2 separate regions of the Muntiacus reevesi genome follow, and region 2 is linked to region 1. A link is a contact called in public Hi-C data. All regions are on one chromosome and are shown on one strand. The core of a region is the stretch at or near the end of the contact, and the rest is flanking DNA. Distances in the headings are between cores, read along the strand shown. Region 1 holds the start of SMG7 (SMG7 nonsense mediated mRNA decay factor). Region 2 holds the start of ARPC5 (actin related protein 2/3 complex subunit 5).

Region 1 (5,033 bases), core at 39-2,538:
TAGTTCTGCTACTAAAAGACAAAATGACCTGTTTCAGGGTTGTCCTTCCCCTTTTCTACGCAGTGGCAACTCCCCACTAAGTTCTAGGCTCTTAACAATCTTCTTTTCCTGTGCCATCAGGATCTTGACCCCCATTTATCTCTACCTTCAAGTTCTTATTCTGCTTCCATGGAACCTTCCAAGCTGCACAATAGCTGGTGCAATACGCTCTCGACACCATTTACTTGGTTCCAGTCTGCATCTTCCTTCTCCACTGTGTATTAATCTCCCCCTTAACCCTCCCCTGATAAACATCACACTCTCTCACTCTGCACCCATGCGTCACTCTACCTCGACATACAAGTTCTTTACACCACTCTTAATGTATCTACACGACTCTCCGAATGGTATCTTCCGACGGATCCTAACCCAGTTTCTTCTGGGGAATCCAACCCCGGCCGTACTACCTCTCTGTTTCCTCACTTCCTCATCCATTCCCTTCTTTATGCCCCCTACCCCCACCCCACCAACTAACTACAGATGACATTGTTTCTCAGTACTTCCAACCCCAGAACGATGAACAAACTCCAGTTTCCGGCGGCCTCCCCCTCCTTAGGCCTCCCTCCCCGGCCTCCCCACACACCCCAGGTGTGCAGACTTCCACCTGGCCTTTTCCCCAGGCATCGCTCAAGTCAATTCCACAACCACACCACGTCTCCCCGCCACCGGCATCAGACTGCTCCACACATCAGACTCCTCCACACCCACCTCCATTCGGGGTCGCCGCCGCCTCCCCGGGCGCCTCCCCGCCCCGACTCGCCAGCGAGCCCGCGACCCCGGGCGCGCGCACACACACACATTCTCACGCTTCCCTAACCTCCCTCCCCGCACCGAGACCAGCCAGCTCCGCGGGAACTCAGCCCGGCCCGCGGAGGGGGGTAGGCACCCAAGTGTGTGCCCGCTCCGCCCCCTCCCGCCGAGCCTCTCGCAGCCCCCGCCTCCCAGCCGGGAAAAGAGAGGACACAGCAACTCCCCCGCCGCCCCGGACGTACCACCTCTGTGTCTGTTGCTCCATGCCCCCAACCTTCGGCCCGCTCCCCCGCTCCGTACAGGGCCGGCCTCCACACTCACCGGAGATACTGCGCGCTCTGCAGGCTCATCCTCCGCCGCCGCGTCTTCCCGCGAAGCCTCTGCGCGTCTCTCAGGCTCCTCGGAGCGGCCCCGCGGCACCACGGGTGCTGGCGGCCGCCGCCATCTTCCTCTCCTCCGGCTCCTCCTCGCTCGGCGGGGGTGGGGGTGAGTGAGGCGAGGGGGGAGGGAGCGGGGAAAGCTGCTCTCGCTGCTGCTCCGGCCCTTGGGGCGCAGGGACACTCCGACCCGGGAAGGGGGGAGGGAAAGGGAGAAGGGATGGGGGCGGGGGAAAGAGGGACAGCAGAGGAAGGAAGTGCGGGGGGGGGTCTCTCGCGAGATTTCAGCGGCGCCGGTCCCTCCGGGTGATTTCCGCCTCTCTGTAGCGCTCCCTCTTGGGATCAGTTAGCCGTGCGGCGCTTGTGCGGCTGCTGAGTGGCCCACTGGAGGCGCTTGGTGGCTTCCGGCCAACCCACCTCTCTCCTCCCGCGCGAGGGGGCAACCCCAGCCTCACCGGGAACATCGAGCCCAAATCAATCGGGAGTTACACTCAAAGTCTTCCCCCGTCTTTCCACTCCGTCCGATTTCGCTCTTCCTTTTTTCCACTCCTCCACGCTTCCCGACCGGAAACGCCGCCTCTTCCTCTTACAGTTCCGGCCCCCCAGTCCCTCGTCTCTGGTCCACCCTCGCGCTCTAGAGTGACGCTAAGGACCCCCTCCTCTTTTCTGGGGCCCCTCCCTCTGCACGCAGGGACACTATTGTAGGGGTTAGGGTGGAGCCCAGGGATGGAGAGAAAAGAAACCAATCGGATTGGATAAGCAGCTGCCAAGGCAACTGGAAGCTGTAGCTGTATTGTCATAGTAACCAATGTGTGAGGCTGAATGACCCTCCCTTGGCTTAGTGGATTCCCCGAAAAGTGCCTAGGGTTTCCCCTCGGCTTCCCTTCCATCTTAAAGGCCTCCCCCAGGTTGGGAATCCGGATAGTTCTCCTGGGCAGTGAGGTTGATTTTCTCCTCCCTTTCCCTTTCCCGCAGCGATGGGGGAGACCCCGAGGCATTCACCGTGGGCTTTTCCACCCGCCTGCGGGCGGGAACCGCCTCCATAGTTTTCCTCTCCGTGACGGACGCGGGGAGGGCCGGGCCTATGAAGAAGATGCCGGGCCTGAAGGCTGGTGGGCGGCGGGCTGGAGCCGACTGGGCGAGGCGGCGGCGCTAGGCTGCGAGGCGGGCCAGGGGTTTCCCCATCACCGGGAGGGCTCTGGGAGGCGGGGTCCCGCCAGGACGGGGTCCCTGAGGGAGGAGAACGGCACACGACTGCCGAGATCCCTCTTCTGCCGACTGGGACATCCGACTTTCCCCAGCGGGTCGGCCCCTCACAGAAATCCCCCCAGACCCCACCCCACAATCGCACTCGGCGACGGAGCCTCCTCGGGAGTTCCCCGCGCGGCCTTCACGAGCCATCTCCTGCCACGAGGAGGTCGGAGTGGGGGTGGGAACTCATCTTGGAAGGCTGACAAGTGGTTTTTCCAGCGCTTAGGGCAGGGGACACGGTGCGAAGTTCAGGGCCGCCATCCCTCTGAGAGGCACCCCTCCCCCAGTGGGAGTCCCCGTTGCTTATCAAAAGCAGACGTCCCATTTCCTTGCTCCTCTTCAAATTTCCTTCTTCTCTCGTCTGTCTGCAGTGTTTTAGAACTCGTCACTATGTATCTTTTGGGTTGGAGAGGAACGCATTGGGTAAGATGGTGTCAATAAAACAGATACTTGGGCGAAGTTCCAATAAAAGGTTTCTAGGAAATGGATTTTAATTCTTAGACCCAATCTTTTTGAATGATTATTATGTTTATTTTATCTCAGGTTTGAGGCAAAAAAAAAAAAAAAAAGCACACTAACGAATGGGTTCTTCATAATATGAAGTGTGGTAAGTAGCTGGAGAAGTTGTCATCCTAGTGATTTGAAAGAATTATTTAGCATTTTACAAATTATATTTTCCATTGGTATTATGGAGCTCTCCCAAAGTAATTTAGGATGTGTAACGGATAAACCCCTCCAGGAATGCCGGCCTCATTTCATGGTTAAAATCAGAATTTTAAGGGGCTATTTTCTTTTGACTCGGTTGGGATACCTGATTCTTTAATGCTGGGTGAAGAGGCACTGTCAAAATCCGTTCGAGACCGCACCTCACCTATTAAAAGACTGGACCAATGTTTATGTGTAAGTTTGGAGGAAATGAAAGTGCAAGCTGCTTGAAATTAAGTCCCAAGGACAGATTATCATTAACAAAATAGAAACTGAACTATGCCCCCTTGCGCTGCAAGCGTCTACTGTGATGTGGTGTGACACGCGGTTTGATTGCAGCCTTACAATGCCCCCTATCGTCCCTCCTCCCACCGAGAGGCCGCCCACTCATGGGGAAGAGAGACACCTAGTGAAAGATTGTTCTCATCTCTGCTTTAGAATCCGACTTTTCTTCAACCTGCGAGCCCAAGGATGGAGGTTACTGCTACATAGTACCGAAAATGTGTCTCCTCGGTGGCTCAGCGGTAAAGAATCTGCCTGCCAGTGCAGGAGACATAAGAGACATGGCTTCGATCCCTTGGTCGGGAAGATCTCCTGGAGGAGGGAATAGCAACCCACTCTAGTATTCTTGCCTGGAGAATACTATGGACAGAGGAGCCTGGCGGTCTACAGTTCATAGGGTCACAGTCTGAAGCGACTGAGCACATAAGCACACAGTACCTAAAATACCATAGATTTCCTTTCTGAAATTTATTGGTTAGATTTTTTAAAAGATCTTAGTCAGAATAAAAATTTTATATTATGTAAAATAACCACCCCCTTAGTAATTACCATAATAACATCGTTTATGTCTATGTCTCCTGTGTCCAGTCAACAGTATATGGGCACATATCATAACACCTAACAAGCAATCTAGAAAAATATTAGGATCTTCTCGTTTTGAAAACTGGGATCGGAAAAATGAATCTTTTTGTTGTTTGTTTAATAAACATTACTGAGCATTTATTATATTTCAGACGCTGTCCAGGTTACTATGGATACCACTGTGGAAGAGACATGTTCCTTGTCTGGGAGGAGCCCACCTTTTGGTAGAGATACCAGAGAGTAGAGATGTGATTTGCATGCAATATTATGGGTGTGGCTGTTAAGGTAAGAAGAAAGTGCTTTAAGTGTGCTGATGAAGTTCAGACATATAAGCCATGTTTGTATTTTATAGCAGCTTTCCTAAGAATTTTTCAAGACTCTTCAGTAGCTTTAGTGTCTACAAACCAGATAGAATAGTAATATTTACATTTTACAGTTTATAGAACATTGATACCCATCTTGAAAGTAACTTTAAAGTCAGTGGGATTCAGAAAAATTATGATCCAAGTTTATATATTGCTTAATGTACATTTTCCAATTTCATTTCTTTCTACTGGCCCCCGTCAACAGGTTTGTAGAATACAACCATCTTCTTGCAATATTATTCACCTTGTTCCCCCTGCCGGAAAAGGTTACATCGAAACTAAAAGAAATTATAGAAGACAAGCTGTTTCATTTTGTTTCATCCTACCTGATCTTAAGTTTTTCACTTTATGCCTAAGTGATTTTATGGGGAAAAAAAAAAGTTAGCGAATCTGAGTGCATCCAAAGTCTGCCATCTCAGTCTCTGAACTTCAGTTTTTTCCTTGATTAAAGGAAACATTACCTATCACAGGCTTTCTGTGAACTTTAATGATAACTGTATGCATATATGGTGGCTCAGCTGGTAAAGAATCCACCTGTAATGTGAGAGACCTGGGTTCAATCTCTGGGTTGGGAAGATCCCCTAGCAAAAGGAACAGCTGCCCACTCTAGTATTGTAGCCTGGAGAATTCCATGGACTGTATAGTCCATGGGGTCACAAAGAGTTGAACACAACTGAGTGAC
Region 2 (4,970 bases), core at 1,375-3,874, 150 kb before region 1:
ATGTGTTGAGCACCCACTGTGGACTAGGTATTTATCATTGTGAGACAACAAAAAATACCCACTGGAAAAGTACATTTTAAACATTATATCTGAAATGTAATATGCACTATGTGACTGAGAACTAATTAATTATATTTAACACATTTAACACACAGAGCAAAATTCAAAACAATTATACCCTTGAACAACTTGAGTTTTAAAATTCCCCTCACTATTCCCTTAAGTTGATTTCCACTCTCGTGTTCTTTCCCAATTCTAAAAAAAGAGAATAAAGAAATTTCCTAAATAAGCCCTACTTATTTAGAATAGAAATGGAAGAGAAGGGATGTATTAGTTCTTGAATTCTTGTTTCCATTTGCTCTCAAATATGCTTCTAATGTTCAATTTTCTCTTCAAAGAAAATCATGATTTACAAAACCAAAAAGTACAACCATCTTTAGCATTTAAACAAGTATATTATTCAGTTCTTACTAAAGTCACCAAAGATTTAAACTCAGAAAAAAAATTTTTTTTAATCTTTATTCTAGGTTATGTAATGCCATTCACCATAGTAATGATCTGATACTTTGGTATAAGACTTTTTAAAATAAATATTGCCAACAGGTAGAAAATTTTCCTTGGCTGTCTTAAGACAGCCCTTGAGGGAGTTTTTAGCAGTGTATTGGCGCATAACTTGAGTGGTGATTTCAATAAATGTCACTTCTATCACTTAATGATAATCTTATTGAGGGTAATTCAACTGTGAAAAGAAAATGCCATGTTGCTTCTTCCTCCCAAGAAAAAGGGGTGCATTCCATTCTGGAGGTATCTACCTACCATCCAACTGTCTACCTGTCTATCTCTGCATACATATGTATATAGATACAAATTGATATAGATACAGCTATATATACACACATATGTATACATGTCCAACAAAGGTTTGACTTTGAGATCTCTCTTCCTCTTTTTTCTGATTCATTATTCTCAGTGTGACCCTCAAACTGTACTGCCTTTCACGTTTATTCATTCATCAATAAATAATTGAGTGTCTGTATCGAGTACCTTCTGCATGCTCAGTTGTATGTCAGATATAAAGGAAGATACAACATGTATGTATAACTGAATCATTTGCTGTACACCAGAAACTAACACAACATTGTAAATCAACTGTACTTCAATTCGAAAAAAGAAAAGAAATAAGACAGTCTCTGCCCTCCAGAATTTTTCTATATCTTCCAGGGGCAAGATATAACACAATATATCATTAAGCAATTTATAAAACTAGTACCAAAATCAATGGTATAGATAACATGCAAATTGCATTGATGCACAATTTTAGAGTTTCAAACACTTTCTTGTGTTTAACCCTCAGAACAATATTGTTAAGTACACATTATTAGCCCCACTTTAGCAATGAGGAACTTGACATTCAGAATTTTAAATGACCTGCCTCAATCAATAGGAAGTGGAAGGAAGAATCAAGACTCAAGCCAAGGTTTTCTGGTTCTAAACCTAGTGCTATTTTCAACTACAGCACAGGAAAACAAGGATTGAGGTATTTAACAGGGCAGCAGCCTGCCTTCAGCTAGAGGTGGAATTAAACTAAACCTGATAAATATCCAAATTAATTTTATTTTGCAAATTTGTACTTCAGTGTTAGACACACCACCCAACTACCATTTCCTCAGATTTAGTGCTTTAGGGCTCTTACCTGCTCAGTGAGAGCTTTGCTCGCAGAAACTGGGGTGTCAAATACAATAAAAAGCTGGCCTTAGGAGGATCATGTACATCTTAAGCCATAAAGATAAATCTTAAAGATCTTGTTTGAACTAATCCTTACACATTTTGTTTCGCCTCAGAGCCAGAGTGTAACTCGTCCCTACCCTTTTCTAGCATTCTTGCTCCAAATAACCACTTATTTTAAGATGTCAATGGCTGACCCTACCCCAAATTCCACAGGTTCATCCCAGTCCTGCCACCGGACCCTAGACCCTGCCCAGACACCTCCCGCTCCTCCCTAATTTATGATACCTAGGTTCGAGTTCTGCAGGTGCAGTCGCTTGCCATTACACAGCACTGACAGATAAGATGTGACCTTTCGACTCCGTCCTTGGGGACCTCAAGCTGGCCGCGCAGCGTAGTTCCACACCGGAGAAAGGGGCTTCCGGGCTCGGGAACGAAGCCACGGGGAGAACACGGTCCGAAGCGAGGTCTCTGACAACTCGAACGATGCTGAGCGACTGGGCGTGCATCACTCCGCCCCATACTCCTGCCAACTGCAGGAGACTTGGTCCGGCAACCAATCCATCCCAGCTCACGGGCAAGTCCGTGCCAGCCGGACCTTAGGCAGGACCCCGATGACAGGCTGTTGACGGCGGCGGCGGCAGCAAAGCCAAGGCCACCCGCCCCCAGCGCCCATCGCCGCCAACCTAAGACCCCCCCCCACACTGGACCGCAGAGAAGCGTTTCTATGGAAACCCCCTAGCGCTCACGTGACGCACCCGGAGGACCAATCGCCTCTTACCTCTGCCGGCGGCACTGCTTTCGGCCCTCCCTCCTGCCCCGCCCCCTCCCGCCCACGCCTCTGTCGCCCTGCCCCGCCCCTTTCCCGCAGAGAGTTCGCACATGCGCGCTGCGTCCAGCGCGCTACCGCCCCGGCGCGCCCTGCTGTGGGGCGCGTGGGGGCGGCGTAGGAGGGTCGAGGAAGGCGCGAGCCTGAGGAGGAAGGAGCGCGGCCAGCGCGCAGGCCCAGAACCACCCGAGACGCGGCTGCCGGCTACGCCTCTGAGCGGAAGAGGGAAGTGGAGCCGCCAGTCTGTGGCTTCCAGCTGGGGCTGGGCTTGCTAAGGTCGAGGGAGCGTCGAGAGGAGGCCTCGGCCACCGGTCCGGAGCGGGGATGTCGAAGAACACGGTGTCGTCGGCCCGGTTCCGGAAGGTGGACGTGGATGAGTACGACGAGAACAAGTTCGTGGACGAGGAAGACGGGGGCGACGGGCAGGCCGGGCCCGACGAGGGCGAGGTGGACTCCTGCCTGCGGCAATATCCTTCAGTTCGCTGGCCTCCGCGCCCCACCCGACCCGGCCCCTCTTCCGGGACCCCGCTGCGGGCAGGGCGTGAGGGCGGGGACCCCCGCCTCCGTGGGCTTCCTGTCGTGAGTGGGCAGGAGGGCTCTTCCTTTCTCCCGAGACCCCCGGGTCCCGCCCTCGGAAACTTGCCTTCCCAGCGCGCCGTCCACGCCCCCGATTCCTCAGGTTGCGCCCGGAGTTCTCGCCTCCCAGGGACCTGCGGCGACGGCCGCGCCCTCGCGGCGCTGGTGCTGGTCTGTCGGGCAGCTGCAGAGTGCTTAAGTGGTCCTCTCAGGTCGTATTTACCGGGTTTTCATTAGCACCCACGTCCGGTCGGGAGGAGCGGGCATTTTTCTTCAGTGATTTTCTTTTTATTGTGGTGGTATTGTTGTGGCAGCGTTATTTCACGCCGGGAGAGATGGGGCGGCTTGCAAAATTGAGGGCCTTCTGTCTGTCTTTTTAAGCCTGTGGGCGCTTTGTTTTTTCTTTTCTTTTTTTTAAGAGGAAGCGATTTGACAAAATACAGGTTGCACAGAGTTGGTTAACCAGGGGAAAGGGAATGAGTACAAAACTGCCCAGAAAGAAGCTGGAAGCGTTTTACCTGCTAGACGGAAAATGCATGTAGAGAATCCCTGGAAATATTTTAAATAAACCCCAAAGAATAACATAGGAGAAGGTGAATCATTTGTACAGAACCGAATCATTTTGTAATGCTGGAATCGTTTCCGTTAAGTTAAAGTGTGGCTGTCAGTTCCTGGTGTGGGTTTTGCATATTTGAATATTCATAACTTTGAAGGAGTATTTGCCTCAGATCTTTTTTCGGAAAAATGTAAATGTTGCAATAACCAAGGCTGTCGTTTTAGAGATTCTCAGTTACTGAATTCGCTCATTTCTAATTATTCTTGGGTGTATTCATAAGATTAGGAAGGCTCTTTAGACTTTCCTCATCAGTGGCCTATTAAATTAAATGGGGAAATACATGAGTGAAAATATTTGGTAGCAGCCACAGCTGGTCTTACAGGCACATAAAATACAGCATTAAACATTTATCAACATACAGATGTTTCTTTGATTTCCTTGACTTTCACAATCAGCTGTTGCTGTTTTGCATTATTTAAAATAGTTAAGTGTTTGGGGTGGAGGGGAGCGGTCTCATAAGTGAGCCAATCTGCAAATGGCATGCTTCTCTAGAAGTCCATTAAGCCTGGAAAATAACAGCCCGCCACCAACCATAGTTTTTTTAGTCAGACCTTTTTCTTTAGAACATAAGTGGTGAAGATTATCCTGTGTAAAAACATTCTTCGTGATGCATAAATGATGTTTTGTGAGACTAACTTTTTTTAGGTGACGTGTGATGACTCTTCCATGGTATTGCTGTATCTGTATAGTGGATCTGCTTTTAAATCAGTTCGTCTTGAAATATAAAGATACTGTCTCTTCTTGTTTCAACAAGAAGAGACAAGCCCTGATCAGGCAGTACAGATGGAGGAACAAGTGAACTCTGAGGTTTTCCTTTTAGGGCAATGACTGTACATTCTGACAGTGTGATTGGCCTTCTGTTCCTCATTCTTGCTAACTCACTGGTGCTTTCAAAGCAGGACTAAATTTAATAGGTGTGGCCTAAAGCAGTTTGAATGGCCTTTATGAAATATGAGAAGAAATATTAAAAAACAGAAAAATTAAGCTGCCACCTACAGGTCATCATTTTATCTTCTGTAATGCTTCTTATCATCAATATTGAGAGGTTGCTAATGTATATCATTCAGATTGGTAGAGTAATCTGCCAGCACTTTTCTACCAGCATTTCAATAAATACAGAATATAATTCTAATTAAAGGATAGGCGGACAGGCTGTTTCATTTGGGGGCCTAAATAATTCTGATATATATTTTAGAATTTTTTAAAATATCACCCTGGATAATG

What was found. A called contact is a pair of places that touch in the nucleus more often than the background predicts.
Region 2: a contact with region 1 is called in a Hi-C map of muscle, with 5 times the contacts expected there. The contact joins the promoter of ARPC5 here to the promoter of SMG7 in region 1. A contact is called at or near these places in 2 of 3 Hi-C or Micro-C datasets (blood and muscle).

Annotation. Positions count from the first base shown.
Region 1 is chr5:109,790,601-109,795,633 of mMunRee1.1, reverse strand. SMG7 (SMG7 nonsense mediated mRNA decay factor) reads right to left here and starts at 1,288. Exons shown (of 23, transcript XM_065936182.1): 1 at 1,111-1,288. NMNAT2 (nicotinamide nucleotide adenylyltransferase 2) reads left to right here and starts at 900. Exons shown (of 15, transcript XM_065936184.1): 1 at 900-1,275; 2 at 4,139-4,271.
Region 2 is chr5:109,945,423-109,950,392 of mMunRee1.1, reverse strand. It overlaps ARPC5 (actin related protein 2/3 complex subunit 5), which reads left to right and starts at 2,624. Exons shown (of 4, transcript XM_065936187.1): 1 at 2,624-3,133. The coding sequence starts at 2,879. RGL1 (ral guanine nucleotide dissociation stimulator like 1) reads right to left here and starts at 2,417. Exons shown (of 19, transcript XM_065936188.1): 1 at 2,014-2,417.